Regions from separate parts of the Ovis aries genome. Here region 1 is linked to region 2. Evidence: chromatin contacts called from public Hi-C data. All regions are on one chromosome and are shown on one strand. The core of a region is the stretch at or near the end of the contact, and the rest is flanking DNA. Distances in the headings are between cores, read along the strand shown. Region 1 holds the start of SNX18 (sorting nexin 18). Region 2 holds the start of GPX8 (glutathione peroxidase 8 (putative)).

Evidence for each region. A called contact is a pair of places that touch in the nucleus more often than the background predicts.
Region 1: a contact with region 2 is called in a Hi-C map of muscle, with 9 times the contacts expected there. The contact joins the promoter of SNX18 here to the promoter of GPX8 in region 2. A contact is called at or near these places in 2 of 16 Hi-C or Micro-C datasets (muscle and skin fibroblasts).

Annotation. Positions count from the first base shown.
Region 1 is chr16:24,773,507-24,779,720 of ARS-UI_Ramb_v3.0, forward strand. SNX18 (sorting nexin 18) reads right to left here and starts at 4,771. Exons shown (of 2, transcript XM_004023198.5): 1 at 2,963-4,771. The coding sequence starts at 4,589.
Region 2 is chr16:24,144,229-24,150,646 of ARS-UI_Ramb_v3.0, forward strand. GPX8 (glutathione peroxidase 8 (putative)) reads right to left here and starts at 3,893. Exons shown (of 2, transcript XM_015101298.3): 1 at 3,666-3,893. The coding sequence starts at 3,869. All of the region lies in intron 2 of CDC20B (cell division cycle 20B), which reads left to right.

The DNA.
Region 1 (6,214 bases), core at 3,521-6,020, 630 kb after region 2:
AGTTATGTGTGGCTTACAGACTCAGCATGGAAGAACTCAGGTCCAAAACTCTGGGAAAGCTGGCTGATGGCAGCAGTCTCCTGGATAAGAAAGAGGCTCCAGAGGAGTCTAATGGTCCCATCCTCTCCCCCAAGAATTAAGGGAGAAAAAGAACTAATTAACGCCCCTTCTTAACTGCTTTAGTAATCAAAAAGTATTTTCTAATCTTTTTCTGACTCAACTGAATGTGGGTCTCTTAATATATTGTGTGCGTGCTAAGTCGCTTCAGTCGTGTCCAACTCTGCAATCCTATGGACTGTAGCCTGTCAGGCTCCTCTGTCCACGGGATTCTCCAGGCAAGAACACTGGAGTGGGTTGCCAAGGTTTTCTCCAGGGTAATATATGATTAGAACATGTAAAATGTAAAAGGGATAAAACCACTTTTCTCTTACTGAAAACAACAAAGACTTAATATAAACTTTGGGCCAAATACTTACAACAAAAGATCGCACAAACTGCTTAAAGATTTTCACTTTTTTTTTTTTTTTTTTGACTCTTCTCTCAAAAGTCACAGTAAGGCCTACAATATGATTATGTTTTGAGATCCTGAAGGGAAAAACAACCTGAAAACAAAATTCCCAAGTGCTCAGATGAAGATTCATTCCAACAGCAACTGTGTAGCAGGGGAGGGAGGGGGATGTTTCTTCTGCTCTATACCATCATGTGAACATTCAGAACATGTTCAAAAAGCTTCAGCCGGGCTTAAAGCTCATCTGTATTCTTAAAATGGCCAACACTAGCATCCTTGATAAATGCTGGCTGTAAACACATGCTTTTAGCCGTATGCATTGCACACTACAGCTCTAAATGGCAGCACATTCTAAAGACATGTTATCCAGGGACACAGGCTCACTGTACATCACACACCAAGGCTACAGCAGAGACAAACCATGTTGAATATCAACAGATGTTCTTTCTGAAGTTCCTGAAGATTATGTTTAGGGCCCTTGAATTATTTAAACAACATAAAAATGGTCCTGGTTTTAATGAAGGAAGTTTCTCAAATCCCAATAGGAGACGATTTTAGTTCTAGTGTTAAATTAACAGACTACATATAAACTCAAAATAGACTTTATGGCAAACATCAAGTATTTTCTACTCACTTCGACAGCAGAGCCACTCAACAAGGCTGAGTGTGTGGTCTGAAGACAGGAAAGCCACTGAATGAACTGATGCTGCCCCGTAGTAGCCAGCCACCTGTGTGTGACTGCAGGAGTCTGCACCTGGCTCGACCCTTTCAACTGTTTACCAACAATCTGCATAAACTCACAGAAACATGTAAAAAGGCACCCAGCACTGGATCCAGAATGATGTAACACAGTGGAATTTAAATGTTAGATCCTGCATTAAAGGCTCAAAGAGTCAGTTGCACCAGCACCGACTAAAATATCAAGAATTCATAGCAATTTATGCAAAAAAGGGGGGGGTCACAGGGAACAAAGATGCAGGTTCAATGCAGGTCAATAGTGATACGACTGCCCAAACAGCTAATTTAACCTTATACTGCACTTACAGTAAATTGTCAAAAAAGTTACTGTTCTCCACTGAAACTAGTATTGCAGATGTTTGGGGCAGTGCATTTTAGCAGGGACTATACCAGCATCAGCATGTTTGCAGGACCCCGCTCTGGGGAGTTAGAAGCCTGTCACCTATTCGGAAGAGGCAGGAGTGCAGCAGAGAGGAAGGAAGCTGCTGTCCCAAAGGGTCTGATGGGCTGACATGACGAGGAAGAAACTTACTGTGTGTGTTTCCAGGCAAAAGAAAGAGAATCAAGAGAGACAAACTTTAGTTTAATACCAGGAAGAACAGGTTAAAGATCTGGGCTGTTTGTAAATGGGTTGTCCCACCTGAAAGGGCAGCCAGCGACTCATTACCCAAGGCCAGGAGGTTTCCACCCCCTCAGGAAGGTGGTTAGTGACGTCCTCTTCCCCTCCCCCACACTGAACCGAAAACCTCTCAGCAAGGCTGCCTCCCCACTCCAACCCCTCTCCAGGCAGGCTATCAGAATGCAAGCCAGCGAGTAACGTTAAGGCAGGAATTACTGCTCTAATTCTGCCCTAACTTATTTTCTAAGAAAACAATCTGCAAACTTCAGTCTTTAGGGACACTAACCACGACTAAATAAAACAAGCTCTGACAGTTGGGCAGCTAACTCGCTGAGATACCAGAAACACTGCTCTCAAACACAATACTCAGATCCTCTACATTCTGCATAGCTTCCCTACACCATTTTCCTAAATAATACTCTTAATTTCAGTCAGTTAGTAGACACCAAATTGAAAATGACCAAGCTTAAAGAGAGTAATTTTCTTAAAACTTCCTGAAATTTGGCCGAGTCTTTTACCTTATTTTACAAAGGCTGCAAGCAAGAAGACTGCAGGAAATTTCTATGCCGCCCCATTTAAGTAGTACCTACAGAGAACTGACCCTAATTTCCCTACCAATGCAGGGGCTGAGATGAGCAGAGGGGCAAAAGCAGGACCTACCTTTCTGCAGATATCCACTCTTGCCCCTGATTTCCACACTTCCCAAAACCCACGGCTAAGTGACACTGCCAGTGTTCAAATGGATGCCTAACATGGCTTGGGTCCCCTTCTCATTCTACCCTAGACACAAGATGATCGATCCCAGAAGCTCATTACCCAGCTATTCAAACTCTAAAATGACAGCACTGTTGCCAAAAGTGCTCTCCCAACCTCCTCTGAAGAGTGTACCCGCAGCCTGTCTGGAAATACTTTTAAGGAGGAAGCTACCAGCCCACCATCCGCCCTACCCTTGGGGCACCGCCTGGCTGCCCACATCCCTGCCGGGATCCCGACCTGTGGGATATTAATCTGAAACAGACAATGGGACTTCTGTCAAAGTGACCCTCTCAGCCTGAACAACACATCCCACACCGTACGCTCTTAAGGCCAGGCTTTACCTTTCTGGACGTGGATGATGTCAGGGAAGTTGGCCAGGTGGCCCTGATACAACGCCAACAGGTCCATTACCGGGTCCAGGTCTTGCCTGGGCTGCTCGGCGAAGAGCTCGCCGATGGCGTCGTAGGCATCTCCGGTGAAGGCGATGGCCTGGTTCAGGCCGGCCGAGAAGGCCTGCTGGTCCAGCTCAAAGGCCTGGCTGAGGCCGCGGAAGGACTGCCCCACCCTCTGGTACTCCTTCTTGAAGCCGGTCACCTGCTTGCGCGCGAACTCGTTGGCTGTGTGGTTGAGCTGCAGCGCGCTGTCGTCCATCTTCTTGGTGAAGCTCTTGAAGCCTTCGATCTTGCTCTCCACCTCCTGCAGGTCGAGGGCGGCGGCGGGGGGCGTGCTCAGGGTCAGGAAGAAGTTGGCGCCCACCATCTCATCCTTCTCGGCCTTTCTCTTGCCCTGCTTCCAGGCCTTCTCGTCGGTGCTGCTGGGGCAGGTCAGGAAGTGCTGGAAGACGTCGCACTGTGCCAGCACCGGGTGGCTGGCCATGTGGTTCATCCACCAGATGAGGCCCTTTCTGCGCTTGGAGATGAAGTCCTCCTCGAAGCGGCCGGTGGCCTGCTTCTCGGGCAGGTGGGGCACCGAGATGACGGGGAACTTCTCAGCCAGACGCGCGTACAGCCAGTCGAAGTGCTTGTAGCGCCGGTGCACCGGTACCTGCGTGTGCGTAGGCACCAGCTTGTACGAGATGTAGCTCTTCATGCCCTTGAACTTGGTCTGCTTGGTGGGGTCGTCGATGGTGCACTGGAAGGGATAGGGGTTCTCCTGCCACTCGGGGCCATAGGGGCCCAGCACCACGCACAGCTTGTCCCCATCCTTCACGAAGCCCGACGCCTCACCCAGCACGAAGGCCTCCCCGCCCGACTTGACGAAGGTGGAGAAGCGGTTGAGGTTACGGCTCACGGTGGCCGAGCTCTTGGCCCCCGACGGGTGGTGCTGCGGGGGCGCAGAGCCGCCGCGGGAGCCCAGCGACAAGTCGGAGCGCGTGGACAGGCGGTAGCGGCCAGCAGCGCCGACGCCCCCAGACGACGAGCCGTCGAGGTCTGGGTAAGCGCCGCTCCCCAGCGCGCCCGGCTCGTCAGCCACGGTGGAGCTGTCGTCCCACTCATCGTCCCAGTCATCGTCGCTACCCTGGCTGGCCTGGTAGCCGCCGCCGCCGTAGAGCTGCTGCGGCGACGGCTGCAGGGCGCTCCCGCCGTACGAGAAGCCCGCGCCCGGCGGCTGGAAGGTGCTCGCCGGCGGCGCCTGTTGCGGTTGCAGCAGCGGCTGGAAGGCGTCGGGTGGCGGCTTGAAGGAGGTGGGCGGCGCGGCAGGCAGGGGCTCGAAGCCGCCGGGTGGCACGTTGGCGTAGCGGGCCGGGGCGCCCGGGCCGCCGTCGCCAGCCGGGCTGGGCTCGGGGGCGCGGATCACCTGCACGTAAGAGGCCGGGAAGAGGCCGCGGTCTCCGCGGCTGTTGATCCCCTCGAGCCAGCCTTCGATGTCCTGTTCGCTGCACAGGCTCAGCACCTCGTGCTCCCGCAGCGAGATCTCGCCCGGGTTCTCCGACCTGAAGTCGTAGAGCGCCCGGGCGCGCAGCGCCATGGTCCCGGCACCCCGGCGGGCTGCCCCCTGACCCCCGGCGCCCTGAGCCTGGCGCCCGCCCGAGGGGCCTGCGGTGGTGCCCGCGCCGTGGCGCGCGGAAAGGAGCCCCGAAGGCAGTACACGCTCCTGAGCCCCCACCCGCCGGTCGCGCCCTCCGCGCCGCTCCGCTAGCAGCGCAGACTGCCGCGCTGGGCCGCCGCCGCCGGTCGGGGGCGGGGCCCGGGGCCTCCCACGTCCCCAGCTGCGCTAATCCACGGCCGAGAGCCGCGCTCCAGGCGAGAGCAAGCGATGGCCGAGCCGCCGCGCACGACCCCAGGTTCGACTCCGTGGCCGCCACTGCCCCCTTGTGGCCAGTGCCGTTCAGTGAGGCCCAGGGGTGAGAGCTTGAGGGTGAAGGTTTCTATTCAGAAGTGAACTGAGATTTTTCTTTTTTAGGCTTTTAAGTTGAAAAAAAAAAAAGTATCCTAGAAAGTAAGTTAATATTTTCATTGCTGATTAACGTTCCCGCTCTGAGTGCTCAGTGAATACTCGTACAATGACATAAACCCACGCGTCTGTTGAAGGGTTTTCAGTGAAGGTTAGCTATTGCGCTAAGAAAGACGGAATGCCGGGAGGGGCGCTGTAAACTGACGGAGGAGCTCCCTAACATCTACCCACTGTAGGTTTTTGGTCAAAAAAGAGAGGAGCGTGACAAGAGCAAAGTAAGGAAGGCGTTGCGTTTCACCAATTAAGAGGCTAAAGGTGGTGTGGCGGAGGGAGGCATTGGAGAGTTTACACTAAAATGAATGTGCTGAGAAAGCTTGCATTTTGTCTGTGTCCCTTCCCTAAAACGCTTGAATGAAAGTTTACGCTTCCGCCCCAGGCTACTGGGGTCGATCTGTCTTCTGATAATCCCTGCCTGTATGACCTTGAGCAAGTCACTTTTTGCACTCCGGGATTTGTGGGGATTTGATAATCGTGCAGACAGAGGAGGAAAATGAAACAGAGAGTTAGCATTATAGGTGGGAAGCACAGTTTAAGTGTTTGCTGCCGCTGTTGCTGCTGCCGTTGTTATTTTGAAAAGCAAAAACCTTGTCCTCCTTCATAAGAAAGAAAGAAAAGAAAGAAGAAAGTGAAGTCACTCAGTTCTGTCCGACTCTTTGTGACCCCATGGACTGTAGCCCACCAGGCTCCTCCATCCATGGAATTTTCTAGGCAAGAATACTGGAGTGGGTGGCCATTTCCTTCTCCAGAGGATCTTCCTGACCCAGGGATTGAACTCAGGTCTCCCTCACTGCAGGCAGACACTTTAGCACCTGAGCCACCAGGATGCTAAACTGCTTCAGTCGTGTCCGACTCTTAGCGACCCCATGGACTGTAGCCCACCAGCCTCCTCTGTCGATGGGATTCTCCAGGCAAGAATACTGGAGTGGGTTGCCATTTCCTTCTCCATTATAAAGAGAATAGGGGTCCTAAAATTACAGTCTCCGGATATGTGCTGGAGGAAGGGTACCAGTGTTCAGACCCCTGCTCCTAGTCTGGACTCAGTGACCACCCCTCTCCATTCGTCTCACTATGTTTATATTATTTTTAAGATAAGTAGATAAAATCACTTCCTGAAGTTTAAATCAATGCCAATCTCCTAG
Region 2 (6,418 bases), core at 2,643-5,142:
GGTAACATGAATGTATGGACTACTTTTTGTAGTAAGTTTATGTTTTTGATATTGTTGTGTATTACATAGTAAGGAATGCTAAATAACTGTAGACATCCTTTTGATAATCTTAATTTAGGTAAGAAATGTACAACTTTTTTCTATTTATATCATACAGGATTTGTGTGCGTTATTATTGACTAGTATGAAAAAAAAAAAAAGGCTTCCCTTGTGTCTCAGCTGGTGAAGAATCTCCTTGCAGTGTGAGAGACCTGGGTTTGATCCCTGGGTTGGGAAGGTCCCCTGGAGAAGGGAAAGGCTACCCACTCCAGTATTCTTGCCTGGAGAATTCCATGGACTATACAGTCCATGGAATTGCAAAGAGTTGGACATGACTGAGCAACTTCACTTCATGAGAAAAATATAAATAATTATTATATGCCTAGTAATGTATGCTTAGTGCTTTCAATGGATCCTCTCATTTAATCTGTATAGCAACCCTGTAAAGCTTGGCTATTATTATTATCCCCATTTTGCAGATGAGAAAAATGGAGGTCTAGACTCACGGTCACATAGCTAGTGAAGGTAGAGTCCGGACTGATATCTAGTTAGTCCTTTCTATTAGAAGAGCTCATGCTCTTAAAATAGGGGACAAGGCAAAGCAAGTAGATATTAGGAGAACAATGACAAGTTCATTTTTGTACATGAGGGGATTCAGGTTATGTGGGACACCCCATCAGAGGAGGCTTTGGAGCTTAGGAGCTAGAGCTCACCCAGGGAAAGGGGACAGAGTAAGGAGAGCCCAGGTGGATGTGGCAGAATCCTGAGGATCAGTAGAGGTAAGGGTGGATGGAAAAAAGGAACCTGGAAGGAAGAGAAGGAGCTGGAGTAGAAGTCATAGGCACTGAGACCCACTAGATTCAGGAGGGTCGTCGGAATGAGAGATCAAACACGGTGATCTAAGAAGGAAGCAGAGACAGGGAGGCAAGAGAAACCAAATGTTAACTATTCTTTCAAAGATGTTAGTGATGAGGTAGGTAGAAGGAACGTACTGCTTAGAGTTTTTAAAGGTGGGGGATCCTTTGTTTATGCTGGGGAAAGAACCAATAAGGGAACATAGGTTAAAAAAAATAAAAAGTAGCCTAATGTTTACTTCTGTGTGCTATACTTTGCATACTGTGCCAAGCACTTACACTGATTATTTCATTATTAGGAGTATTGCTGACTAGCTCAAACATCATTGACTTGGTAGGAGCATCATATTATTGGTTAAAGTCTTCTTAAAATCATTCTGAAAAATAGACATTTTCTATAATGGAAAATGTATTTTAAAAGATAACACTCATCAGAGCAGGGCTCTCTCTAGGCAGTATCTTTGTGTGAATTAGAAAAAGACACCCTTCTAGGTGGGAACAGTCCCTAGGCACATATGTTTCATTTGCCTGGGTTTCAGCTCCCATGTGACCCCTTATTCCTGTTCAGTGAACAACCTGCGCACCTGTACAGAGCCATCTTGTTTGTGATCACATGATCAGTTACTATCTATTTTGGCCAATTTAAAAAGATCTAATTTTCATTTAGCCATCATTTCATAGTCTTTGTCTTTGGAGCTTCATCTAACTTTAGTGAAACCTTAAATCATTGTTACCTTTTTGATTACACAGGGTAAGTGGAGTTTCTTTTTTAGTGACAAAGGGGAAGAACCTAGGAGCTACTGTGCTCAAGTATTTGGCTCTTATAACTGAGAGATGACTACACGGGCACATACTGTGGCTTTTCTTCACCTCAGTGTATACTGGAAATAAAAGGAATAAAGACCTCACTTTTGTTGTTATTGATGGTGTTAGGCATTATGCTGACTGTCCCTAGAAATTTGAATACAGTGTTTTTGGAAGATTCTGCTTTCATACTTAAATATTATAGAATATCATTAGCCAGTTTGTTGGATTGGAAGACTGATTGCCTGGCTAAGGTCATGGTTTTAGCAAAATTCAAATTACCTGCAGTGGAAATGACTGAGGCAATCATCCACCTAAGTTAGATGAGAGGACGTGAGCTGAATGTCCTTTAGAATAGGGTCTGGCACAGTGGAAGCTCTGTAAGTAAGTACTTTATTTTTACTATTAACAACTTAAACCTCCAAACAATCTTAAGGGGTAGATACTATTGATGTCATTTTACAAACGAGCAAATAGACAGAAGTTAAGTTATGTGCTTGGAGTCACACAGCAAAGGTAACAGAGCAGGGATTTCAACCCAGGTATGCTGGGGCTAAAGCTTAGCCCTTAGTCACAATACTGCACTCCCTTTATGCTGAAAAAAGTCTTTAAATAGACTTCCATAATTAGCTTAATTACAGAGGTAGCCTAACACTACCCTCCTCCAAAAAAAATCAAGATGTGTTATTTTGAATTTTACCAAAAACCACCTTGGCAAACTGAGATGTTCACCCGTGAGGATAATATCTCAGATAAGGCAACATAAAATTAACCAGAAAGATTAGTTTAACTAGTAATGCTCAGCAATATTGATAAGAGATGTGTAGCCAGCTTAAAGTACATTCTTTTGGAAAATAATAAGGAAAATACACTGTAGTAGATTTATTTTGCCATCCAAGAAGTTAAAACATTGATTTTAGGAAAACATAACTTCTAGAAAGTTACAGAGGATGAGAATCTAGTTCTTTGATAGTTTTATAAAACTTTCCCACTAAAACATTTAAAACGAAATAGGAAAGTATGGTCCTGGTGCATTTGTTTTAAAAATGAAAGCAACTAAAAACATTACATTGGTGAGGCAAGGTAGATATTTACCAACAAGAAATCTAAATGCAGGTTCTGCTTCGGATCCTAGAATCTTAATCTTGTGGAAGATGGGGAATGTTACTCCGAAGTTATTTCTTGCAAAAGATACTACTTCCTTGCTCGGGCGGGGCTCCGATTCTCCAAACTGATTGCATGGAAAAGCCAAGACGCTGAAGTGGAATGGTCCAAACTCTTTGTGCAGTTCCTGCAGTGCTAAGTAATTTCTGTCTGTGAGTTGGCAGTCACTAGCCACGTTTACAACTAGTGCAACCTCCCGGAAAAAGAAAAAAATCCAACCGGAAAGTGAAGCAAATAAAATATTAAAAAAAATTCTGCAAGTAGTTAAAACCCTAAACCATTTTGGAGGAATACAGCCTTTGATAGATGATTATTTCATATTTTTATGAAATTTATTCGATACAGTAGATGTCCCCAGTTCTACTGAAAACCATAACCCGAATGCCTGAGTTAAAACTCTGAAAGATCACAACCATTAATAAAGCCCTAGGTACTCATGAAAGTTTTTTTTTAAATAAAAGATAAAATATGATTATTGATAGAGTGCTTTTTAATGCTGTTAGATTGTGGAGTTAATACTTTCATATTCACATTATATGGCATACTCCATAATCACATTACTGTTAGAATTTCCTAAATGATTTAAAGTATTAATCCAACACTTAAAACATCTTAAAGCAAATAGTTAAGATAATCAGTTATCAATTAGCATAGAAACTATGAGAGCACTGATGGCTAAAGTGATATACTAATTTCTCTGAGGACTAAATTATAACATGAACATATAACAGTAAAAAATAGACTGTTACGACAATAAGCAGAGAACATGGGCAAACAATAGAAAAATCAGAAGGTGCAACTTACTTTGCCTTTAAACTTTTCCAGAGAAACCGCTCTTCCATTTGCATCTTTCACTTCAAAAGTATAAAAGCTGTTGATTTTAGGTTTTAGGAATTTGAGTTGTAGGAGGAATAGCATTACTGTGCACAGAATCATAGACAGCAAGACTGCAAATGCCTTTGCTTTGGGCCCTGAACATCTCAAAGGGTAGGCTGTGAGAGGCTCCATTTTGGATGATTCTAGAGGAAAGTCTCAGCAAGCTGGAATTCAAGGAGGAGCTGAAACTTGAAACCAGCTCCGCTTAACGGAAAGTCAGGAAGGACAGACTAGCTCCTGTCAGTGCTGGGGAATAGAAAGCTCCTTTTCAGAGATGGAGCCAATTCCTAAATGAAGTACAAAGCTCTAAAAATATCAATGTATATAGTATGTCAGTTGTAATTTTTGCTCGAAAAATGACATTTTGGGTAGCTCTTTCATATCTGCCCAACAAAGAAAATATTTCACCAGAAGATGGTGCCCTTGTATCTTAAAAGCTGTAAAGTGCTTCCAGCAGTTGGCTGAATGTGGCAGATTGGGTGTATAATACCTAGTAACTCAGAGTGGCAATTAAATTGGTCTATTAGTATGTCACCTAATCAGTAGGAATTTGATATTTATATGTATATAAAGTCATATGGCTTAAGCATACTGTAACTTCAAGGAATTTATAGTGGAAAAGGCAGTGAAATATCCGAAAAGGCTACTTGCTCCGACCTCATCCAGCTAAGGCAGAGCCAGGTGAATATAGTAAAAATAAACAGATGAAAAACAATGACGTCTTTAAAAAACCCTCCTCTATCATAAAACAAACTGTAGTTCAGTGAGTTTTCAAATTTTTGGTTATGGTGCATAGTAAGAAATACACTTTATGGTATAACTCAGTACATACACAGACAGGTGTAACCGAGAAGTTTTATTAAATGAGGTTTCCCCTTTGAACTGCAGCACATCCTGGTCTATTGTGTTTTTAAAACAGCCTGCTTTTGATTTCAAAATGATTTCAAGGTTCACCAATGGGCTGCAAACTCTAGATGGGGAAAAACTTAACTCTATAATAACACAGGACTTTTAGCAATTAAATAAGATGGTGGTGGTGGTGGTGATTTAGTTGCTAAGTCATGCCTGACTCTTGTGACCCCATGGACTGTAGCCCACCAGGCTCCTCTGTCCATGGAATTTTTCAGGCAAGAATACTGGAGTGGGTTGCCACTTCCTTCTCCAGGGGATCTTCCTAACCCAGGGATCAAAGCCAAGTCTTGAGCATTGCTGGTGGTCTCCTCATTGCAGGCAGATTCTTAACCAACTGAGCTACCAGGGAAGATATTTGTATACAAAACACTGCTCCCCATAACCCCCTGCCCCCACCTTTCTACTTGGGTGTGTCATCTAGTTTCATCTTTTGTCTTCATTTTTTTCTGTGGCTGCCACCTTCTATGGGAAGCCTAACTTTGTTGAAAATTTTAGGAGCAAATATGGAAAGGGAATTGAAGGCTGCATATCCCGAAAGCCATGGTTCCTTTAGCCATTTAAAAAAATGCACTGTTTAGGACACATAGCAAGTTTTGAATGAAGTTGCTTTGTTCCATCAGGGCCTGACTGTTGATGTTGTGGTGAATTTGCAGAAAGTGCTAGGAAAGTGCATGGAATGATTTGAGAAGCTTGTGAGAGTCCCTTGCCATTGCTGTTAGATCTCTGGAGATTTAGAGGAAATGCTAAAGTGGCTGCTAGCCCTGCTCCTGCGCTGTGTGTGTTTGGAGGCAGCTGAGCAACGCCCACTGCTGAGGCACCTAAACCTTCAGAGACCATAAACCACTTCACTCCCACTCTTGGGCCCTAATAAGAATGGATACAAAAGAAAACTAATCTCTTGTAAATAAAATTTCTAGTAAAAACTAAAAACGTACACAAAATGTATTCTATCACTTAACTGTGATATTATTTTGGTGTTCTCTAGCAGAGTCATTGAAAAAGATAAAGCCCCTGTGTTTATATTACATCTGAACACTGCTATCTATAGCTTAAATTCTCTGGTTTTCCTCCTCCAATTCTGGTCCTTGTTTGTAGCACTGCCATCACCTGGATGCTTGTTAGAAACACCGCATTTCAGTTTCATCCCAGCCTGTTTTGAATCAGGGTCTGAGTTTTTACAAGATCCCCTCATGACTCAAGAGCACATTTAAGTCTGAGAAACTTTAGACCTTAATCTTTTTCTGGTTTACAGAGCAACAAGCTTCTTTCATTTCCCTTTATCTTCCACACTAAATGTATTTCATGTCTCTGTGTCTACAGCAGCTACGTTAACTCCTCAGACTATTTAAGCAAATAGTTTTAAAATTCAGTTCACAGACCCTGCTATAATTTGAATCATGTAAATCCATCCCATTATAACTGCTTTGAGACAGGGGACCGAGGGAGAACTCTGGAAAGGATGTTGACTGACCATCTCCCAGCCAGGGCCCCAAAGGGTGATGTAATTTTAATAAAATCGTTATGATAGCTTCTAATCCATTGTTTTCTGAGAATTTCCCATTGAGTGATCCGGAGCCGAAAGGGCTTGAGAAGGCCAATATTATGCTATATGAACTTGCAAGAAATTGCTGTAGAAGCCACCATGCTAGTTTTTACAACCAGAAATATAACAATTGTGCAGACCTGATGTTTTATGTTAGTTTGACCAGAAAATTCACTCTATATGGAAACGGCTTTGAAAGCTTAGATAAGTCTCTTGTCATGGACAA